2 separate regions of the Zea mays genome follow, and region 1 is linked to region 2. A link is a contact called in public Hi-C data. All regions are on one chromosome and are shown on one strand. Each heading gives the region's core, a stretch centred on a gene start, on an enhancer-like site or on the middle of the called end of the contact. The rest is flanking DNA. Distances are from core to core; before and after follow the strand shown.

The links. Hi-C and Micro-C count contacts between places; a contact is called where the count stands out from the background.
Region 1: a Hi-C map of leaf shows a contact between it and region 2, with 4 times the contacts expected there. The contact joins the promoter of LOC100382901 here to the enhancer-like site in region 2. A contact is called at or near these places in 8 of 25 Hi-C or Micro-C datasets (bundle sheath, ear, endosperm and 2 more) and 1 of 3 datasets of contacts at active chromatin or transcription factors (seedling).

Annotation. Positions count from the first base shown.
Region 1 is chr4:15,297,234-15,301,382 of Zm-B73-REFERENCE-NAM-5.0, forward strand. LOC100382901 (myb domain protein 69) reads left to right here and starts at 2,090. Exons shown (of 2, transcript NM_001175589.1): 1 at 2,090-2,431; 2 at 3,484-4,149. The coding sequence starts at 2,266.
Region 2 is chr4:15,220,888-15,224,913 of Zm-B73-REFERENCE-NAM-5.0, forward strand. No RefSeq gene overlaps it. Among protein-coding and RNA genes, the nearest start is that of LOC103655123, 47 kb to the left of the region's middle. Within about 2 kb of position 1,699, at least 16 of the 20 cell types and tissues checked have an H3K27ac peak or open chromatin away from gene starts, as enhancers often do. A contact at or near this core is called in ear, endosperm, leaf and 2 more, where this site is marked.

The sequences.
Region 1 (4,149 bases), core at 840-3,339, 77 kb after region 2:
TGACACTCGACAAAGACTGACGGTCGTCAGCTGTAGACGGCCGCTAACGGCCCTTTGCCGAGAGCCATCTTTGCCGAGTGTTTGACTCTCGGCAAAGCAGTCTTTGCTGAGTGCTTGGCTGTGCCGAGTGTCCTGCACTCGGTAAATAAGCTTTTTACCGAGCGCAGGACTTTGCCGAGTGCGGTGCTCGGCAAAGTCTTCTTTGTCGAGTGCCTGATAAAAAGCACTCGGCAAAGCCGCCGGCACTCGGCAAAGGCACGGATTCCGGTAGTGAAGTGGTTGTTTTATTTTATGTTATGGTCATGAAGATCCTTTTAAAATTGTGGATCTACATGTAATTGACCTCCAAGATTGACATTTCTTAAGAAAAATTATAGACATAAATTAATTTGCTTCCTAGTTGGAAGATCGTTTTTGCTCATATACAGTTACAAGTTTTGTCAATCCTAGTACATGATGTGGACCAGCGCGCACATCCCTCTGCCGGCAGCAGGCTCACTATGAAGTACCAAGACATCACGGTGCATGCGTTACTTCATATCTGCCATACACAATGAATTGTGAGCAACATGGATTCTTGAATGCATTCCCCTTTTGTATAGCATCCCATGCTCCAAGACTTCTAATCTGGGGCATCTGATCAGGATGCAACCAACCACCTTTCGTGAATGCTAGCTACCTCAGTAGTCATTACTAGCCTTGCTGTTTCTGTGTATGGATGTTATGGCAGAGCTAGCTAGAACGGTTTGCCTCAAGGACCGAGATGTTGACCATAACAAATATTTATCCTACCAATTTCTTTGCCATGTAACTTTTCTGGAAAATAAATCCATATCAAGTTCTGAAATGTCGGTCAAAACCATCAAAAACCGAGTTTGCTCACATCAGATATCGACATGGCATGCCACGTTAGAGTTAATTAGGTCCCTGAACTTGGCATCCTGTGTCACTTGGTCTCCGAACTTGATATGTCGTCTCATTTGGGTCACTAAACTTTAATTAGTGTGCTCCAACGTGGCATGCCACGTTGGCATCCGATTTGAGCAAACCCATTTTTGGATGATTTTGCAAGAGCTGAATAAGATAGAGGACTCGTTTTGTTGTTTTTTTAGTTCGGAGACTCAATTGACATAGCGTACAAAGTTCAAGGACCACTACTGCACTTTACTCATTTAACGCCCTTAATAGCTATAATTCTATCATATCAAATTGTATAATTGTAGGGCATTAAATTGTAGACGTTAGTATTATTTGATGATATTACTTCCTTACTACGGGTTGTATCCAGTGATTTGGCAACATAGGTTGTGTCCTACTACCAAATATACTTATGAGTATAAAAATACTCATGACATATATGGTGTGTTGTACGTATCAAAATAATTGCTTTGTATTTTCTATCTTTTGCCTATCGGAGGAAACACAAATATCTCTATTGTACCGTACTATTAATCGTGTGTTGCAGGTAATCATATATATAGCTAGCCCATTTAGTTTTCTTATGAATCATGCATGGTCTTCCCCTAATTAATGTATATAACACCGTACCGTATGTAGTCTTAGCCCATTCAGTTTTCTGATAACTGAAAAGCATATCTACAATTTAAGGGGTGTTTGGTTTCTAGAGACTAATGTTTAGTCCCTTCATTTTATTCATTTTTAGTCTATAAATTGCTAAATATAGAAACTAAAATAAAGTTTTACTTTCTATATTTAGCAGTTTTGAAACTAAAATAGAATAAAATGTAGAGACTAAACATTAGTCCCTATAACCAAACACCCCCTTAATGAAACAATGACGGCATGCATCTTTCTTTGAAGAGAATATTGTTAGGGAAGTTAGACAGGAAGTACATTATCGGGGACAGGTTTGTGTTTGATGAGAGCTGTGAGAAGAGTGGTCTTTGGCAAATAGCCAAACAGCAGGCAAGTTGGTGAGAGAGCGATGACATGTTCACAGGCCTCTTGTCGTGTAAAACTAAACTAATGGGATCTTTCACCCAAGCCCTAGAGGCTATATCGACCAATGTGTGTACATATATATGTGTGTGCACACAGCCAGCTGCTGGTGCTGTGGCCAGCCGGGCTTCTCCCTCACACATACTCTCATCTCTATCCCGTATCTCCAAAGACACCCCAGCTTTTTTTGACTAGTCTGTAGATAATAGCCACATAGCTTGCCCAATCATACACAACTGCTCATCGAAGTTACTATCCGAGTTCGTCTCAAAGGCATCGCCTTTCTTCCTGGCAGCAGAGAGAGAGATGGCATCCTCCTCGACCACGAATACATCAGATGGTGGTGCAAAGTCATCGTCTTGCCCGAGAGGACACTGGCGGCCCGGCGAGGACGAGAAGCTGAAGCAGCTCGTCGAGAAGTACGGGCCGCAGAACTGGAACTCCATTGCAGAAAAGCTGGAGGGGAGATCAGGTTGGTTGGTTTTGGTTTCTTTGATCGTCTATTTTCTGTGATCGTTCTCCTACCTCGCTTTCTTCCTGAAGGAAATTAAAGAAGTTGCCCCACCATATATGCATGTGAGGACTTATTGCATGTGCTGATTTTTGTGTCCGAGGTGTTTTGTGCATCCATGGATCATATTATACAGGTTTTGTTTTTTTTCATACTCTTTAGAGGGGATAATGAAGTTTAATTTGTTATTTATATGTGTTATTTTCCGGCGCGTGTGTTAGTTTGTGGGAAAATAATTTTGTTCGAGCACATGCATCAAGAAATCTAGTTAAATTAGTTTTTTTCCAAGCAGATGACCTGCATAATCTTGTGTGAGCTAGCTAGAGCTATATTTGTTTTTAATAAATTTGAGGAGATAACCTAAAGATAAAATAAAAAAAATTTGTGGTGATAAGTAGTTCTCTGTTCTTCGGTTTCATATAATAGTATAACTAGAGGTAATATATATATAACAGATATTTAATTAATCAATATGAATTAAGAGTATCGTGTTGATGGTAGAAATTTGATATTATCCCTACTACAGATGATTTCTAGAAGTAATTAAAAATCACGCATGTTCTATTTTTGCTCAATTTTGACAGGCCGGTACCAAGCATGTGTATACTAGTTTCCCACATCTACATCAAAATTAATCTCAAATTTCTTTTCTTTTTCCAAGATGGAACTTATATATGTGTGTAGATTAATAGATGAAAATGAAAAGATAGAGCATGCATGTTGCTACGAAACTCTATCTGTATAAAAATATAAATTCATGCACGCGCCGTTTAGCTCATATGGCCCATGCACAACAAGTGCGGAGTGTCAAGAGTGGATCACCTACATCCACTGGAAAACTCTCATGCCATGATTGCAATTAAATCTGCAAGCAGATGTCTTTCTGTGCCCTCTATCTTTTAATCTTGTCCCTCTTTAACAACTAGACTAGATGGTTAATTTCAGCTGACATGCTGATTAAATCAGTTATGTTTCATCGTACTAATTCGTGTGCAAATATTAATATTGGCAAGGCAAAAGCTGCCGGCTCCGGTGGTTCAACCAGCTTGACCCTCGGATCAACAAGCGGCCCTTCACAGAGGAGGAAGAAGAGCGGCTGCTCAACGCCCACCGCGCCCACGGCAACAAGTGGGCGCTCATCGCCCGCCACTTCCCGGGCCGCACGGACAACGCTGTCAAGAATCACTGGCATGTCGTCATGGCACGTCGCAGCCGCGAGCGCTCCAGGCTCCTTGCCAGGGCCGCGAGCTCATCCTCCTCGCCGTCCACCGGTGGGTACCTCTTCGGCGCTGTCACGCCGGCGACTAGCTCGCTCTGCTTCGGCTTCTCCAAGCTTGGTGGTGCCGGCAGCGCCAGCGGAAGCGGAGGCCTGTTCAGGTCGCCGGTGCCTGCACCTCCTACTTCACTGTTCAAGAACTTTGGCACAGCCACTGCAAGTAAGGGCTTGCTGGGGTCGAGTTTCGAGGCGTCAGGACGGTACAGCTACAGCGGCAAGCAGCCGACGGCACCTCTCTCCATCACCTTCTCCTCTCCAAGAGAAGCGCTAGGCATGGATATCGGCCACCATGGCCGCCATGAGCACCACCAAAAGGATTATCACGCCAGCGACAGCGCCGATGAGCCACTGAAGAAGAAGGACGTGCCGTTCTTTGATTTCCTCGGCGTCGGTGTGTCCTCGT
Region 2 (4,026 bases), core at 449-2,948:
GAAATACAATAAGCATATTAGATAATTAAATAGATGTGAAAACAAATCATTAGAGTAAATGTGCGTAAAGAATACTGACTATATGCATGTATAATAAAACAAATGTGTAAACAAATGACTCAAGTGAATGTGCATAAACAGTACTGAGGATATGCATATATATCAAATACAAATAAGCATATTTGATAATAAAATAGATGTGAAAACAAATCATTAAAGTAAATGTGCATAAAGAGTACTGACTATATGCATATATAATAAAACAAATGTGTAAACAAATGACTCAGGTGAATGTGCATAAACAGTACTGAAGATAAGCATATATATTACATACAAAAAGCATATATGTGTTACTTGGGTTGTATAAGAGTACTCTCTGCTAACTCATCAGTAAATACCTAATCCACAGCCTTTGTCTAAATATATAAATGTCGGGCGATAGTGGGAATATAGAATAAATACACATGCCCTAATATCGGGGCTCCTAAACAAAAAAGAGATACAATGCGCGATGCAATGACCCGATTATAGTGATGTCTAAGCGGATACAAATCACACATTTAGCTGGAGAATAAGGGTTACAATCAAATCCACTTCAATCGACCGATAGGCTTCAAAAAATCGACGGCAAACTCGGTGTATTTCAATGTTGGATTACCTAGAACTTCTTGAATCGGGCTCCAATGCTGGGAGATTGAAGGATGTAAGGTGGAATGGAAGGGCGCTGGATTGGAGCGGCGGTGGATTGGCGCTGCGCTGGTTTGGAGGCGCGGAAATCGCCTGGTGAGTCGCCTCCGACGAAAGGAAAATCTGCGCGGCTGGTTTGTCTCCGTTGAATGCGCGACTACGGTTTTAGAAACAGGAAACGTGGGAGAGGTGGCTGGCTGACAGAGGTAACGGCGCCGTGACTAGGACCTGTTGACTCGGTGTGGTTCAACCAAAATGTCCATGTTGACTATCCTAGGCTTCCTCTATTATTGGAAGCCCAGAGCTCTTAATATATAAATTATGGCCTCTGTTTATAATCTTATTCTGGGCCCCTAAAAAATCAGGAACGGGCCCTGAGCAGCTGTCTGAGCGGAAGGAGACATCATGATACTAACAACCGAACGAACACCAGCAGGGAACCCAGCCAGATCACGGTTGATAACACCACGGGAACAAAGCCACACACAAGCACCTGACACAACTATAGCACGGTGCCGGTGAAAACCAGCAGCACATCACGACGGTACCACCACCCGATGGGCACATCGCACGAGGCACAACCATATGTCACGCGCGCGAAGACGCTGCCCATCAATCAGCCCGTGATAGGGCGCCCACCACCTCTCAATCGCCGCCACAGCTGACGTCCGACGACGGCTCACTCGACAACAGACGCAAGTGACCGTGCACACCGCCACAAGGATCGGAGCGTCACAGCGCCACCACCGACTAATCCAACCTCAGTGGAGCAGCTGCCGAACCTCCGCAAATCGCCGGAATCAGGTGGATCAAATCAAAGACAAGACAGAAGAACTGGTACTTCTTCCTCAAATGGGATAACGAGGCGAGGTGCACCTATTTGATGGTGTGGTGGAGACTTCCGGCACGGTGCGGACGAGGACGACAGCGTCATTCGTCCAGACATACCGCCGCCTAGAGCGCGGGCGACGTTGACGCTGCGGCCGCCAGGGGCTTCAGTCTCCCTGTCCTCCCTCCGTACGTGTGCAGGCGCGAGGGAGACAGAGAGCTTGCCGGGCTGGGCCGCATTTAGCCTTGAAGTGGCCCAGTCGGGTCAATCACTCACTTTCGTTTTGTTTTTTCAATTGTTATTCATTTCTCCACTTTTGAAAAGGAAAACAAAGAAGGAAAACCCTTCAATGAACAACGTAACGTATTCATTTAGATTAAAAATAGGTCCGAGTGACTCGCTAGCGGCTAGGCCAATTCTAAGAGGTAATCACTGGTGGCTACGTTGACTATTGGAGGTTTTCTTCTCCATGGCCAAGTGGGCTCCACATCCTGCCTCTTCCCGGTAAGTTTAGCCTTGTGCATTTGATTGACAAGACGAACAATACAATTCGTTTATGGAACAATTGCGTCACTGCCCTTTTTTTAGGGTATAACTACAGACATCATGCGTGTCTGTCTCTGTTTTTTTTTTTCAAAACAAAACTATTGTGTATGATTCTACTCCGTCAGTTATACTGAACGATGTCAAGTCTTGATAAAAATTACAATGAACAATTGTGCTATTGCCCCTATTTTGGAGTGTAACCTTTGTTTTATCCCTATTTTGTAGTCTTCACACGTTTTTAATGACAACTCAAACTACTTTGGACAACAATCCAATTGTTTTACAATTATTTGAGTCATTTCCAAAATCTAAAAAAATTACTTTGACCCTAAACCATTATAGAAACTAAGGGGGTGTTTGGTTTGAGAAAACACTCCATCCAAATTGAGGTGGTGTATCATGGATCTATTACTCAAGTTTGGTGAGATGATCTCATTTCTAATATCGGTACTAACTAACTATATGAGGAATGATGTGGTGATGAATCAACTCATTTCATTTGACAAACCAAACTCAAAAAAGTGAGAAATGAGACAATGATAGTCTAGCTCAATCCTAAAACCAAACACCCTATAAGTCCATGTACCTGACGTTTTCACATTTTGATTCAAAGAACATGGGTCGTTCTTGACTGAATAAATGGCAGAACCAAACCAAATGTGCTTGGTTACTAGAATGTGGACGTGGGCCGTCCCAATCAAATGGGCCGAGTAAACAAAATTACCTGACTGAAAATCTCCTCTCTCCCTCTCTCTCTTGTTTTCTAGACGGTAGAAACTAGAAAGGCCGTTACCCGTACGCCGTAGGTGAGAAAAGATTAAAAAAAAAACCCTACGGTAAAAAGTAAAATCTCTGAAGTGCACCAGTTTGCCAACAACTAATTATTTTTCCTGCAAGATCATGAGGAGATCAGCTACTGTGTTGTCGATTCCTGGAACCGGTCTTTCCCTAACAAGGAATTGCCAGATCCACAAGCGGGCACCATGCATGCACATGCTTTTTGCCCTGTAATTAATGCAAAGAAGAGCAAATTAATGGTCACTACTCTCACTGACATCGGCCAAGTCTAATTCAGGGCACCAGCAGTTAACGTTGCACGTAGTTTTTGGGTTTCCAGGGCAACGACGAATGCTTCTGCTTGCAGTTGGAGGCTTGAAGCTGTGGCTTTATCTCGCGGATGGAAACAACGGCCCAGTGCCAGTGGTAGGACCGGTGGTTACAGACTTGCAGGAGCGAACGAAGCGCTGCCAGAGCGGAATTGACGGAAGGTTTTGTTTTGTTTTGTTTTCTTCGGGGTGGTGCAACCGACCACCCTCTTGTTGGGATGTTTGGCCAGTTTGCAGGCAGGGGCTGAGAGAGAGAGAGAGAGAGAGAGAGAGAGAGAGAGAGAGAGAGAGAGAGAGAGAGAGAGAGAGAGAGAGAGAGAGAGAGAGAGAGAGAGAGAGAGAGAGAGAGAGAGAGAGAGAGAGAGAGAGAGAGAGAGAGAGAGAGAGAGAGAGAGAGAGAGAGAGAGAGAGAGAGAGAGAGAGAGAGAGAGAGAGAGAGAGAGAGAGAGAGAGAGAGAGAGAGAGAGAGAGAGAGAGAGAGAGAGAGAGAGAGAGAGAGAGAGAGAGAGAGAGAGAGAGAGAGAGAGAGAGAAGAGAGAGAGAGAGAGAGAGAGAGAGAGAGAGAGAGAGAGAGAGAGAGAGAGAGAGAGAGAGAGAGAGAGAGAGAGAGAGAGAGAGAGAGAGAGAGAGAGAGAGAGAGAGAGAGAGAGAGAGAGAGAGAGAGAGAGAGAGAGAGAGAGAGAGAGAGAGAGAGAGAGAGAGAGAGAGAGAGAGAGAGAGAGAGAGAGAGAGAGAGAGAGAGAGAGAGAGAGAGAGAGAGAGAGAGAGAGAGAGAGAGAGAGAGAGAGAGAGAGAGAGAGAGAGAGAGAGAGAGAGAGAGAGAGAGAGAGAGAGAGAGAGAGAGAGAGAGAGAGAGAG